2 separate regions of the Mus musculus genome follow, and region 2 is linked to region 1. A link is a contact called in public promoter capture Hi-C data. All regions are on one chromosome and are shown on one strand. The core of a region is the stretch at or near the end of the contact, and the rest is flanking DNA. Distances in the headings are between cores, read along the strand shown. Region 1 holds the start of Mtdh (metadherin). Region 2 holds the start of Slc25a32 (solute carrier family 25, member 32).

Region 1 (7,519 bases), core at 3,442-5,941:
CATGTCTTTAATCCTATCACTTGGGAGGCAGAGGCAGGCGAATTTCTGAGTTTAAGGCCAGCCTGGTCTACAGAGTAAGTTCCAGGACAGCCAGGACTACACAGAGAAACCCTGTCTCGAAAAACCAAAAACCAAAACCAAAAAACAAAGACGTTTTAGAATTTAACAAAAATGAAGGTACAACATGCCCAAATTTATGGGACACAATGAAAACAGTGTTAAGAGGAAAACTCAGTCCTGAGTGCCTCCAAAAAGAAACTGGAAAGAGCATACACTACTAGCTTAACAGCACACCTGAAAGCTCTAGAACAATAAGAAGCAAATCCACCCAAGAGGAGTAGAAGGCAGGAAATAAACTCAGGACTGAAATCAACCAAATAGAAGCAAAAAGAACTATACAAAGAATCAACAGAACCAGGAGCTGGTTCTTTGAGAAAATTTACAAGATAGATGAACCCTTAGCCAGACTAGCCAGAGCACACAGAGACAGTGTCCAAATTAACAAAGTCAGAAATGAAAAGGAAGATACAACAACAGAAACTGACAAAATTAAAAAACAAAAATCATCAGATCCTACTACAAAAGCCTATACTCAGCTGTCATAGTTAGGGTTTTACTACTGTGAACAGACACCATGACCAAGGCAAGTCTTATAAAAACAACATTTATTTGGGGTGGGCTTACAGGTTCAGAGGTTCAGTCCGTTATCATCAAGGTGGGAGCGTGGCAGTAACCAGGCAGGCATGGTGCAGGCAGAGCTGAGAGTTCTACGTCTTCATCCAAAGGCTGCTAGCAGAAGGCTGACTTCCAGGCAACTAGTGTGAGGGTCTTATGCCCACACCCACAGTGACACACCTACTCCAACTAGGACACACCTACTCCAACAAGGCCATACCTCCAAATGGTGCCACTCCCTGGTCCAAGAACATACAAACCATCACATCAGCAAAACTGGAAAATCTGGATGAAAAGGACAATTTTCTAGACAGATACCAAATACCAAAGTTAAATCAGGATCAGATCTACAATCTAAAGAGTACTATAACCCCTAAAGAAATAGAAGCAGTCATTAAAAGTCTCCCAACCAAAAAAAGCCCAGGAGCAGTTGGGGTTAGTGGAGTACTCTATCAGACCTTTAAAGAAGACCTAATACCAATATTCTTCAAACTATTCCACAAAATAGCAACAGAAGGAACATTACCAATTCATTCTATGAAGCCACAGTTACACTGCATATTCTCCCTTGGAGACAGAATGATTTCTGTCTTATCAGGAACCTGTCACAATTTCCTTTCATAGAGGACTTCATAAGATGTTATTACTCCTATCATGTTTAGTGTTCCAGATAGATTTTAAAAACTGGTTGAGTGCATATTACTTTTAGCTTCAGAAGACATCATTTCAGAAGGCATTTAATTATTATAAATTATTTTGATGACTTAAAAAATGTCAATACTGAGTTGTATATTTTAAGATAAATTTTATTAGTTTAATTAAAAAAAAAACGAAGAAGTTAAAAAAAAATCATGGGTGCAAAAAACCTTTGCTTGGAATCCCACTTTTGCAGAACCTAAAGTGATGAGGTTTTGCTTGGTTTGGGAGGGTGTGAAATGAGAAGTCCCTCAGAGGTCCAAATATTTTAATCCTTGGTGATGCTATTTTGGGAGTTTATGGCACCTAACCTTTAGATTGTGGAGCCTTATTGGAAGGAGAAAGCCACTGCGGTCAGTCGGGCTTTTGAGGGTTATAGAATCACCCCACAGCTACTTTTCTCTCTGTGCCTTCCTGTCAATCAAAGTGTGACCAGTCAGCTTCCTGCTGCCATGCCCTTCCAGCCTTATGGACCCTCTGAACAGTATATCAAAACGAACTCTTTCTTTCATATTGTACTTTTGGTCATATTTTATCACAGCAATAAAAATAAGCTTTTGGGGTTTTGTTTGTTTGAAATGGGGCTTGACTACGAAGCCCTGACTAGCCTGGAACTCTGAGTCCTCCTGCCCCAGCCTCCTGACTCCTGGATCAATCACAAACATGCACCACCATACCTAGGGATAAGTGACTTTTAAAAAATTATTTATTATAGTATTATATTACTATTATAATATTATTTACAATGTAAGTACGTTATAGCTATTTCCAGACGAAGGCATTCAATCTCACTATAGATGGTTGTGAACCACCATGTGGTTGCTGCGATTTGAACTCAGGACCTTCGGAAGAGCAGTCAGTGTTCTTAACAGCTAAGCCATCTCTCCAGTCCCGACTTTTTTTTTTTTTTTAAAGATTTATTTCTTTATTTACTTTCTGAATGTGAGTACACTGTAGCTGTCTTCTGACACACCAGAAGAGGGCATCAAACCACATTACAGTTGGTTGTGAGCCACCACATGGTTGCTGGGAATTGAACTCAGGACCTCTGAAAGGGCAGTCAGTGCTCTTAACTGCTCAGCCATCTCTCCAGTCCGATAAGCGACTTTTAAAAACATCTTGAATGGCTTCTTGGAAGCAGTTGACAAGTCCTAAGCCAAAATATTTAAGGTATGTAACTTGAACCTTGGAAAACCTATGAAATGATCGCAACAAAGAACATATTCACCTTTCCCACATTTCCTTGGATCCTTTCTTAAGACCTTCCTCAAGCTTCCTTGGCCCCACCCCATACCCCTAAGTAACCACTGATTTGCTATCACTGTAGATCAGTGTTCATTTTCTAATTATACCCAAATGGAATCATACCCTAGGTACTATGGCTTCTTCTTCTCCTCAGCATTGATATTCACACCGCTGTATGAGTTTATAGCTCCTTCCTGTTTATCTATGATTACTCAGAAAAAGCACTCATTTCCAACCCTGAACTTCTCATAGAGAGTTTTAGACACATTTTGCATTTTATCGTTGTCATTCACGAGGAATTAGGACTTTGTCTACTTAGAGCAGAGCTAGTATTCCATCACACACAGCTGTTTTGCCCTGATTCTTTCAAAGCATTGCTTTATTTAAATTTTAATCTAATCTTTGTGCTATTGCAACAAATAACCCTAACTTTCTGGAAGTATAATTATATTCTTACAAGTTTTGTTAACTGTAATGAATGCAAACCAGTTGGTTGTGACCCTACTTTTTTGTTTTTAAAATATAAGTGCATGGTGGGATAAAGACATAGTTCAGTGGGAGAGCGTTTGCCTACCATGCTTAAGGATCTGGGTTTAATCCCCAGCATGAATACAAAAACGAAGTGCATATACATGTGCATACACAAAGAGGAGGGAGTGAGAGAAGGAGGGCGAGATATAATGACAAGTATGTCCCTGATACCAAATACAGCAAGTGGAAAAAAAAAAAAAAAAAAAAAACTACAAGATGACCTGATCTTACTAAATCATTTACTTGCTAGACTGTCAAAGGGACTAGTATGCTAACCTACAATTTCTGTAATTCTCTAATTCATAAATCCACAGGTGATGATCTAAAACGATCAGTAGAACTTCTTAGAAAAACTATGACCAACCCAAATAGGTGGGGTTATAAATCTTATTCCAAAAATATGAATGGAATTTGTTAATTTTAGAGGTCATGCAGATCTCATTTTAAGGTTCTGGCCTTTATAACTTAGCCCTTAATTATAAGTCTGCAAAAAAGCTTAGCAAGAGTAGCTTATTACGTATAAAACTCTATTCCACCCATTAATCACAAGACTCATTACAATACTGATGGGTCAAAATACATGAATAGGTTTTTAGTTTGTATTTACTTCAGCTGCTTACATGCTAATTAACATTTAATTATAGACACTGTTTCCTTACCGCAAAGTCAAAATACAAATAGTAGGGTAGTCCTCAAGCATTTTTAAAATTAAGAAGGGAAGAAGCGCCTCAGCTCTTTATTTTTGGTGCTAGGAATCGACGCCAGAGCCTTGCATATGTTCAGTAAGCATGTTCTATTGCTGAGCGACATTCCCCAACCCACCTAGTTTCCTTCTAATGCTACATTTGACTGTTGGACAACACAAGCATTCAAAAATTGCAATTCTTTTGGGGTTGTATAAAAGCTTAAAATAATATGCTTCTCTTGCATATAAATACAGTCTAAGGGCTTCCTCTCAATATTTCCTATTAAGGCTACAAATCAGTAGAAAAATAATAGTGCCTCCCACGGGTTTGCCGACTTTTTAAATCTGGAGCCTGACAACAGACAGCAGGAGTGAACGACAGAACAGACGCAAACGTTGGCAAACGTTAATATGCTAGTCCGCCCCGAAGAAATACTCGGATGTGAATTACACGTGCTCGCTGCCTCAGAGTCCACCGAGCTCCCTCTGGAAGCATCCAACTGGCCCCTGACCTAGGGAGAAAAAGCCGGTCCACTGCACCACCACTGCAGGAAAGAGAGCGGAAAGCCTGCTCATACTCCGATGGGTTTGGCCGCCTTGCTCGTGCGCAGGCCTCACACCTGAATCCCTCTCAGCATCCAGAAAGCCCGAGCCTGAAGGAGTTCCACCGTCAGATTTCTAGCTCCCGCTTCGCAAGCTCCGAGTCGCCCCAAGCCTCCAAACCCACACAGCTCAAGGAGACCCCACTCCAAGACTAGAGTCCGCCCGGCCCCGCCCATCGCCCCATGTGACGCATGCCCCGCCCACAGCCTCCACGTGACCCGACCGGCCTCCGCGCGCAGCGTGGATCGCGGCCGGAGCCGCCATTGTTCCGCCGGGGGAGGACAGCGGGTCCTGGCGCTGGCGCCCCGACGCCGCTTAGCGGCCGCCTCTGGAGACACTCTGTCCCCGCCGCCCCGTGTCCTCCTGGTGGCGGCGGCGTGAGGCCGGCTGCGGAGACTGGGAACCTTTGGCTCTCCCCGTGGCGGCGGCGGCCCTCTATCCCCTACTCCGGCGTGAGGGTTGGCCGCGATGCGCTCGGCCTGAGGTGTCGCGGCCCTGTCGCCTCCCACGACTGTTCCAGCGGCGGCTCCGCTCCCCGGCGTCATCCCGCGAGTCTCTCTGACGGGAGGGAAGATGGCTGCACGAAGCTGGCAGGACGAGCTGGCCCAGCAGGCCGAGGAGGGCTCTGCCCGGCTGCGGGAGTTGCTCTCGGTCGGCCTAGGTTTTCTGCGCACGGAGTTGGGCCTCGACCTGGGGCTAGAGCCGAAGCGGTACCCGGGCTGGGTGATCCTGGTGGGCACCGGCGCTCTCGGGCTGCTCCTGCTCTTCCTTCTAGGTTACGGCTGGGCCGCGGCTTGCGCCGGCGCCCGCAAGAAGCGAAGGAGCCCGCCCCGCAAACGGGAGGAGGCGGCCCCGCCGACTCCGGCCCCCGACGACCTAGCCCAGCTGAAGAATCTCAGAAGCGAGGAGCAAAAGAAGAAGAACCGGAAGAAGCTTCCTGAAAAGCCCAAAGTGAGTAGTGGCGAGGAGCCCGGTGGTCAAGGGAAGCGAGAGCTCAGGTCGAGGTGGTAGGTGAACACGTTCCTTGAGAAGGGGGAAGTCGGAAAGTGTAAGAACCAGTAGGAAAGTCGCGTTTTCCTGAATGGAAATTAACTCCAGGGGTAGGTATAAATAAAAGTGACCAAACTTACAGCCATCATATGAGAACCTTGGTTTCCCCAAAAGCAGATCCTTCCTAGAGGCCTGTGAAAGAAAGTAGGCTGCATGTGGAGGTTAATGGGACCTTACAGTGACGTTGGGAAGTTCTGAAAAGACTGCCCGGTAGAGAGAGATGTCTATCTCAAGCCACGTTGAGACCTGAGACCGTCACGGAAGATAGGGGTGACCTAAAAACTGGCTTAAAGAGGATTACAGGTGTTCAGATCAAGCCATACTCATCTTAGTTGGAAATGTTAAAGGGAAATGGTTACCCTGTCTTATCCTGGTGAGTGTGGCCATTGGGTTGCTGGTACAGGAACTGGGCAAAAGGGAGCTGGCGATCTAATACGCCTTCGGGATATATGGCCCCGAGAAAAACATAAGGCAAGTACAGCAAAGTAGTCTATAGTACAGTCAAAGGATGTGGAAGACTTTTTTGTTTTTTAATAAAGCATAAAGAGGTGACAGATTAAAATGCTGAAGAAGGTTGAGAGGAGATTTCAAGCCGCAGTTTGCTGGACCACATGTGGAAATGCGAAAGCTATTCCATTTTTGTTAGGCCTTAGTGTTTTACTTCTGTATCCTGTGTTGTGATTTCTCTGTAATATTTTGTTCTGTGTATATTTGTTGGAGAGATCTTGTGCCGTGGCATGCATGCAGAAGTCAGAGGAGAACTTACTGGGGTTGGTTTTCCTTCCACAGAGTGGATCTTGGGGATTGAACTCCAGTACTCAGGCTTCTTGGCAAGTGCCTTTACCCACTGAACTGTTTAGTAGCCTGTTTTGCATAATTTGTGTAATATGAAAGATAAGTAACATTAGAAATATTTATTAGTGTAGTGGTGGTGGTGGATGCATTTATCCCAGCACTTGGCAGGCAGATCTTTGAGTTTGAGGCCAGCCTGATCTTTATAGTTTCGGGACAGCAAGGACTACATAGAGAAACTTTGCCTCCAATATTATCTGAATGTAAGTCTCCACCTTTTGAGAACACTTCAGTAAGTACCAGGCTCTTACTATGAAGAGATGTGCTCTGGTATGTTTGATGGGCACATAAGAATTAAAGTCAATCGAGTGGGAGACAGGTTCGTAAAAACTCTGTTCATGGACCCATAAGTACTAAATAGAAAGCTGACAGCTCATATGATAAGCACTCATGGTTTGATTGCTGAGTGGGAAGATAGAAGAGAGGAAACCTAGAAAGTTATCAGTATAATACTTTCTGAAGTTAGGAGAGGAGAAAACAGCACACTGAGATCATGCATAATTAAAAGTTCTGTAGACAGCATCAAGGGTTAAGTAATGTTTTAATGAAAGTAGACTCTTCGTTTCAGAGTAAAGGTGATCTTGAAACAAACTGCGTGCATTAATACTAAGGCCTGTGTGGATTGTGGCAAGTTATGAAATTTCAAAATATCAAAGTCTCTTTAGGATGTTTAGAATTTCAGATGGACCTGAGGAGAGAGACAGGTGCTTCGAGAGTCCATTTGAAGTGCATCATGACACAGATGACTCACCTGAAGGAAGAACACACACTTCACTATGAAAAATGTACAACAGATAGGATTTGGCTCATCCTGATTTTCATTTGTGTTAAGGAAGGGGGAATGGGTAATAAGTAAACCTACTTGAGATCTTTGAGGAGCTGGAATTGACGTTGGATCATTGAATGTGAATTAGGTGAAAAAAATAACCTTCTGCCACATAGTAAGAATGTATTAGAGAAGTTATGGCCCTGAAACTTTGGTTTTTTTTTTTTTTTTCGAGACAGGGTTTCTCTGTGTAGCCCTGGCCATCCTGGAACTCACTCTGTAGACCAGGCTGGCCTCGAACTCAGTAATCCACCTGCCTCTGCCTCTCAAGTGCTGGGATTAAAGGCATGCACCACTACCTTCCGGCTGGTCCTGAAACTTATGATGCAACTCAGAAATATATTTTGTATTCTAGC
Region 2 (7,519 bases), core at 2,309-4,808, 5.0 Mb after region 1:
GAGTTTCTAGTCTAAATGACCTGAGGAATTTCATGAAAGCACATCACCGTAATGGCTAGTGGTTTAACACTGAAAGATTCCAGGAGGCAGTAACTGAACAAAAAAGTTGGTATATTGAAGGAGCCAAGACAGAAGACATTAAGTTTTAAATTCTTTTTGAAGAACAGCAACAAGTACACTGGCTTTAAAAACTATGTAGTCCCACCATCCCAGGAGAAAGTGTTTCATGTGCTGGCTTAGTTACCCTCCTTTTCTCGGTCACACCTGAAGACCTTGTTTCTTACTTAGTTAATACATCCCCTTCCCTTGTGCTCTATGTGGATGGTTTGTCTCTACTTGTGTGTGTGTGTGTGTGTGTGTGTGTGTGTGAGCGTGTGTGTGTGTGTGTGTGTGTGTGTGTGTGAGTGTGTGTGTGTGTGTGTGTGTGTGTGAGTGTGTGTGTGTGTGATACTAGGTTTTGAGCTTATGACCTATGTGCCTAAGACCTACGGTAGCAGTCAATCACTGAGCTTATTCAATGCCCATTCCCAACCTCTTTCAATAGCATCTGCCTCAGCCGCTTTGTGTTTCATTGCAGAGGGTACCACTACTTTGCCAGGCCTAATTCTGCATCCCTGTAACTTTTCTTAGGACCAATTCACAGTGAGCACGGCCCTTCCCATATGAAGCTTAACGAATTCCTTCACCTTTCTCACATAACATTTTTACTTTTTTTTTTTTTAACTGTTAACACTGGAGCTCCAGTTTACTTAGGAGTCAATGAATTGTTTGGTTTTACAGCATATGCATTCAGGATTAGCCTTCCTCACCATTGCTAGACAGTAATTTTAATAAGTGGGCTTAATTATATGGAAGCACAAAATGTCGGCATTATTCAGTACTGATGCCTATTGATGACTGTATTGGTTTATGTCAGCTCAGCACAGCTAGAGTTATTTGGGAAGAGGAACCTCAGTTGAGAAAGTGCCTTCATCCAGATGGCCTGCAGGCAAGTTTAGAACATTTTCTTGACTACTAGTAGGGATGAGCCCAGCCCACAGTGTGGAGGTGGGGATGCCGCCCCCAATTCTACCCCCGCTGCAAGAAGTCTTAGTTACACAAGAAGCAGGTGAGCAAGCCATGAGGAGTAAGCCAGTAAGCAGCACTCCTCCAGTCTCTGCATCAGCTCCTCCTCCAGGCTGCTGCCTTGAGTTTCTGCCCTGACTTCCTTGGATGATGGATGAGAAAGCTATAAGGAATGAACCCTTTCCTTCCCAGGGTGCTTTCGTCATGGTGTGTTATCTCAGCAATAGAAACCCTAACTAAAACACCGACACAACCTTTCACTGTTCATCTTCCTCAGTTCTTCCTTTCGCCATTCAGTCAAACTGCCGGCTTTACCACTACACACGCTTGCTCTGCTGTGGGAAGGACTTCAACTAGGAGTTACTATCTACCCTTAATCCCTTATTCTGTAACTAACCACTTTATCTACCCTACAAGTTTCCAATACTCTTCTCACGCTAAGGTAATGAATCTTCTCAGGTACCAAGAACTGCCTTTCCTCAAACTAGTCAGCTCTGTAGCACTGTCCAAATCCCAACCTGGCCAACCCTCAGTTTCAGCGCCTCATCTTCTGCTCCTAGAGAAAGCTGTGTCAGAGGGACACCAAGCCACAGACCTTCATCTCAAGAAGTCCAAGACTATCTATTCACATTCAAGTCACTGTTAGCAGGGACTTAGAGGTGCTACGGGGAGAGGGTAAGTGCAGGGTAGTTTCAGAGTGAAAGTGCTGAACCCAAACCTCAGATTGCTATTTACCATCTTGTGACTTGGACAACTTACTCAACCCCTACCATTATCAGCTTCATAAAGGTCATAATAAATGCCTATTATACATTCAATCAAAGTTAGTTATCAATGTTTGCAACTATTATAACAATTATTTATAGTTGCATATCAAACTCCATGGAATTATTTCTCTGCGGTGTCTTTTCTAGAATACACTCCACAGGTACCACACATTCTCCACCACGGAATGTCTTGTCTCCTCTAGCTGTCAAAATATTAATCCTGTTGAGGACTTTAATATGGAACCTTTACAGATACATACAAGCCACCTATGTTTATTTTTTTAATATTTACTTTATCATTTCATATTTCATATGTGCCCCTGGGTGGGTATGTGCATGTGCTGGCAGAGTCCAGAGATGTTAGGTTTCCTTGAAGCCAGAATTATAGACAGTTGGGAGCCACCTGCTCAAAGTGGGTGCTGAGAACTCAATGTGGGTCCTGTGGAAAGGCTAAGTCATCTCTCCAGCCCCAGCTTTCCTTATATAGTCTTTTTATATAGCCTATTTGTGCTCTTATTTTGTATTTGAATTTATTCTACTTAGCAACTGATTTCATGTTGTGTAGAATCCTTTTATATATCTTAGGGTAATTACATTTTTAAGTTTCCTAACGATAAGAAACTGTTGGTACTTCTTAGTTCGACTCCACTGTTCAACATTAAGACACATACATCAAGTAAATCGAATAAAATTAGAATGCTCTACTAAATCCATCTCTAAAGATTTGATTTTCTGGAAAAATTTAGTTTGTAATAAATGAAATAACAGAAATGGTTTCTAAATAGTTACCAAGGCTCACCTATGTAATGCAACTTGGTATTAATTCCTAAAATGCCGTGCTAATTTCCATATACTTAATTCACACTTTAATACAGTTATTTAGAGTGTAGAAGCTCCTCCTTCCTTCACCAGACAATGCATATTTTTAAATACTGCAAACTAAAGAAACTTTAGTGAATATTTTAATCCCAAACTATGACCTTACTCTCCGAAGGTGACAAAGCACCGGCTCACACACTTGTACTTTCGTCTGACTTTATACAGCCAAACACGTGGCTGCCCTAAGACTTCAAATTACCCCAAAGAGTGAATGACTCGTGAACATGAGGGTCAAATGTGACAACCTCCTTTCTCTCAAACTTCACCCACTTTCCCTATCCTTTATGGTTAGGAGACACAGGGAAAGCCGGGGTCCCCTTCCTAAATCCTAGCTCCAGGTAACGCAGGGTGCACAGCATCATCTTAGGGGCTCTCCCCCTTGTAGTAGAGTCTGGGGAGACTAATGTCTCTTCTGCGTGTAAGTGCTTCGCTGGGGCTGGCAGCAAGGGAAGCCGCCCGGGACGTGGGCAGGCTCTTACCAGCGAAGCGGATCTTCACGAGGTCGAGCGGGTGCAGCGCCAGGTTGGACAAGACCCCGCCACTCACGCCAGCCACCAGGTTCTCGTACCGGACGTGGCGGAACACCGCGCTCCACGCCGCCGACCCGGCAGCCGACTGGCCCTGGCCTGTCATGGGCTCCGGGTTCGTCGACACTACGGCGTCCAGCGCCGCCGACGTGGGGCGTGATGTAGTGGCCGCCACCGTGGCGACTGTCGCGGCCCGGGGCCTGGAACCGCAGGACGCGAGCCCACTTCCGGGACCGGAGCCCGGGACGCTGCTGCAGGCAAGTCACACCCGCGGCAAAGCGGGGAGTAGGAGAAACCTCAGAGCGGAGCTTGCTTAGCCCCGCCCAGCAGGCCTGGCCCCGCCCACAGCTGCGCGCGCTCGCCCTCGGGTCAAGACGCGAGCGACAGCTGAAGGACCGCCCCCTCCAGCTCCTAGCCGGAGAGACTACGGAACGCCGCGAGGTCCAGCTGAGCCATCCGGCTGCCACTCTGCGGAGCCACGTGACAGGAAGCCCGCGGAAGGCGGAAGTAGTGTGTCTGCGTGCTGGCCCCGGTAAGTCGAGCCCGGTTTAAAGGCTCGTGGAGTCCGACACCCAGAGCCGCCAAGATGAAGGTGAAAATGCTGAGCCGAAACCCTGACAACTATGTCCGCGAAACCAAGCTGGACATACAAAGAGGTGAGAGGAACTGGAACAGAGGAAGGGGCCTCCTCCCGGATTCTTTGGGTCTGGCCAGCTTTCGAGCAGTAAAAGGGGCGGGAGGCCAGCGCTCTGGTCTCGGTTTCCCTCTCCGCCTAGGCGGCTGCGTCCACACGGGGCTGGTGAGGATCAGAACTGCAGATGGCACATACCTCTACGTCCTTTGTGAGAATTTTCCTCTAGTGGGAAGTAGTTACGTATACACGCCTTTAATCCCAGCACTTGGGAGGCAGAGGCAGGCGGATTTCTGAGTTCAAGGCCAGCCTGGTCTACAGAGTGAGTTCCAGGACAGCCGGGGCTACAGAGAGAAACCCTGTCTGCGTTACTAAAGGTTCTCTCTCCTCCCCCTAGCATTGCTAACGTGTGGTATATGGCCCCCCCCCCCAGCTCCCAAGGTGTTTTACATGGTAATAATTTCTTTTCTTTTTTTTTTTTTTGGTAATATTTCTTAAATGAAAAGTAGATTTGTCCCCAGAGTTTGACGTTAATTATTTTGAATCTTTGAACCTCATTACTTTTTTTTTTCTTCCACTTTCACCAAACAGTGCATTGCTGGATGGAGCTGTCATGGTTTATAGTGCTTGGCCCAGGGAGTGGCCTTGTTGGAGTAGGTGTGTCACTGTGGGTGAGAGCTTTAATACCCTAGTCCTAGCTGCCTAGCAGAAAGTATTCTCCTAGCAGCCTTCAGATGAAGCTGTAGAACAACTCTCAGCTCCTCCTGCACCATGCCTGCCTAGATTTTACCATGTTCTCACCTTGATGATAATGGACTGAACCTCTGAACCTGTAAGCCAGCCCCAACTAAATGTTGTCCTTATAAGAGTTGCCTTGGTCGTGGTGTCTGCTCACAGCAGTAAAACCCTAACTAAGACAGTGGCTTACGTTACCCTTGCCAATGTGGGTGCATTTCAGGCTTTGTCTTGGAGCTATACTTATGTACGTATCTTTACATACTTATCCCTACAAGTGCCCTCCATCCTGCGCATCAGTGTCCTCTTCTGTGTTTTCAGTACACATTGTTTGGATTTGTCAGTGCTTATCACATTATCTCATGGTTCATGCTGATTAGCAGGCTTTCCTATCAGCTTGAAAAGAGAGGAAAGAATCCTATTCCTATATGCAGTGTTTAGACAATAACTCACATAAATAGCTACTTTGTAAGTATCGGAATGAATGAATGAATGGGTGACAGCTGGGACACAGAATCTTATGCTAGGAGATACAACTCTACTTTATAGTAACATCTTTTTTCAACAGTATCTCCCTATTTTTATTTATTTATTTATTTGTGTTGTTTTGTTTTTGTTTTTTCGTTTTTCTCGAGACAGGGTTTCTCTGTATAGCCCTGGCTGTCCTGGAACTCACTTTGTAGACCAAGCTGGCCTCGGAACTCAGAAATCCACCTGCCTCCGCCTCCCAAGTGCTGGGACTAAAGGCGTGCGCCGCCACCACCACCCGGCTATTTTTATTTTTATAATAGAAATATAATAGCAAAACAGAAAATAAAATTTTTGGAGTGCTTTAAAATATAAAGCAAGAAACACATCTGTTATATTTTATTTAGTGTTATTTCCTTGTAAGTTTTCTGCAGGATTTAAATTCTGGGTAAGTACTGGTGAAGCTTTATTGTTGAAATATCCTCGATAGTTCTGATGTGTCTAGTTAATGTGTAAGAGCACCTTACACAAATATATGTGGTTTTATATGAGTTTTAAGCTATCATACCCAGCGCTTATGATGTATGGCAGGTGCTGCACTAGTGTTAGTTGCTTCTGTGTGACTAGATGAGGGAAGTTGGAAGTGGATACAGCGATTATGATTTAGAAGATAAAATGAATATTTTCAAGGGGTGTGAGGTTTGGGTAGATGTGGGTGAAGGTTAAGTCCTGCTAGAAAGGCTGCTGCATAGGAGGAAATGCAAGGTGGGTTAGGTGACAGGGAGTGAAGGTGCTTGAGCTGAGCTCCAGGAAGTACCCGAAGCTGATGAGACAGCGAGACTGAATTATAGAAGACCATAAGGGGGCTTGAACTTAGTTCTCTACCTCTACAAGTAGGTGTTTAGATGCTACATTACAATACAGGGATACAGTTAGAACATCAGTGTGGATTTTCTATCTTTAAAAACAAACAAACAAACAACCCAACTGAACCAAGCTTGGTGGTTCAAGCCTTTAATTCCAGTACTCCAGAGACAGAGGCAGACAGATCTCTGAGTTCCAGCCTAGCCTGGTCTACATAGTGAGTTCCAGGCCAGCCAGGGATACATAGTGGACCCTGTTTACAGACAAACATGGCCCTCTAATACCTGTTTATGTGATATCTAATGAACTTACAGCCTCATTTCAGCCGTATGTTGTGTTTCCGGGGAAGAATAGTGTTGACAAGGGGGGACTGGCTTCTGCCTTTAGAATAGTGTAGTATATTACAGCCTACATCTGTTGTGTGGTATAGTGATTTATAGAAGGAAAGGTAAGATTGTAAAAACATTTGTTGTAGCAGAAGTACCTTGACTTAATTATGGCAAAGTTCTAAGAATGACCTAACTATGAATTGTTTCTGAAATTGTTAAGCTTTTCTGTAGTTATGAATATTAAATAGCATGCTTTCTCTTTTGACTTTTAAAAGAAAATAAAGTATATAATCTATTCCAAGTTCTTTTCCCCCTTTTATTTGTTTTTGAGACAGGTGTGTTTTTGTTTTTTATTCTTTAATCTTTTTTTACAGTCCAGACTTCATCCCCCTCCCAGCCCACCCTCCAACATCCCACACCCTGCCTCCTCTGCAAGAGGATGTCGCTGCTCCACCCCAACCCCATCAGACCTCCCTACTCCCTGGGGCCCAAGCCTCTGCAGTGTTAGGTGCATCTTCTCTGACTGAGTCCAGACCCAGCAGTCCTCTGCTCTATATGTGTTGGGGGCCTCATATCGCTAGTGTATGCTGCCTGGTTGGTGGCTCAGTGTCTGAGAGATCTCAGGGGTCCAGGTTAGTTGATACTGCTGGTTTTCTTATGGGGTCGCCCTCCTCAGCTCCTTCCAGCTTTTCCCTAATTCAAACACAGGGGTCACCAACTTCTGTCCATTGGTTGGGTGTAAATATCTGCATGTGACTCTTTCAGCTGTTTGTTGGGGCTTTTGGAGAGCAATCATGATAGGCCCTTGTTTGTAAGCACACCATAGCATCAGTAATAGTGTCAGGCCTTGGGGCTTCCCCCTGAGCTGGATCTCAATTTGGGCCTGTCACTGGACCTCCTTTTCCTCAGGCTTTTCTCCATTTTTCTTCCTGTAGTTCTTTTAGGCAGGAGCAATTCTGGGTAGGAGTTTTTGACTGTGGGATGGCAACCCCATCCCTCAACTTGATGCCCTGTCTTTTTACTGGAGGTAGACTTTCTCCATCATAGTTCCCTCTCTCCATCATAGGGCATTTCGTCTAAGGTCCCTCCCTTTGAGTCCTGAGAATCTCTCACCTCCCAGGTCTCTGGTACATTCTAGAGGGTCCTCCCACCCCTTACCTCCCTAGGTTGCCTGTTTCCATTCTTTCTGCTGGCCCTCAGAGCTTCAGTCCTCTGTCTAGACTGGAATTTTCTGTATGGACCACTGGCCTTAAG

What was found. Promoter capture Hi-C pulls out the DNA fragments that hold promoters and counts their contacts.
Region 2: a contact with region 1 is called in a promoter capture Hi-C map of pre-B cells, with 2.8 times the contacts expected there. The contact joins the promoter of Slc25a32 here to the promoter of Mtdh in region 1. A contact is called at or near these places in 1 of 39 promoter capture datasets (pre-B cells) and 1 of 484 Hi-C or Micro-C datasets (regulatory T cells).

Annotation. Positions count from the first base shown.
Region 1 is chr15:34,078,028-34,085,546 of GRCm38.p6, forward strand. Mtdh (metadherin) reads left to right here and starts at 4,692. Exons shown (of 12, transcript NM_026002.5): 1 at 4,692-5,386. The coding sequence starts at 5,009. Gm41291 reads right to left here and starts at 5,199. Exons shown (of 1, transcript XM_011245387.3): 1 at 3,715-5,199. The coding sequence starts at 4,980. The coding sequence ends at 4,447.
Region 2 is chr15:39,109,158-39,116,676 of GRCm38.p6, forward strand. It overlaps Slc25a32 (solute carrier family 25, member 32), which reads right to left and starts at 3,559. Exons shown (of 7, transcript NM_172402.3): 1 at 3,191-3,559. The coding sequence starts at 3,344. It overlaps Dcaf13 (DDB1 and CUL4 associated factor 13), which reads left to right and starts at 3,717. Exons shown (of 11, transcript NM_198606.2): 1 at 3,717-3,894. The coding sequence starts at 3,825.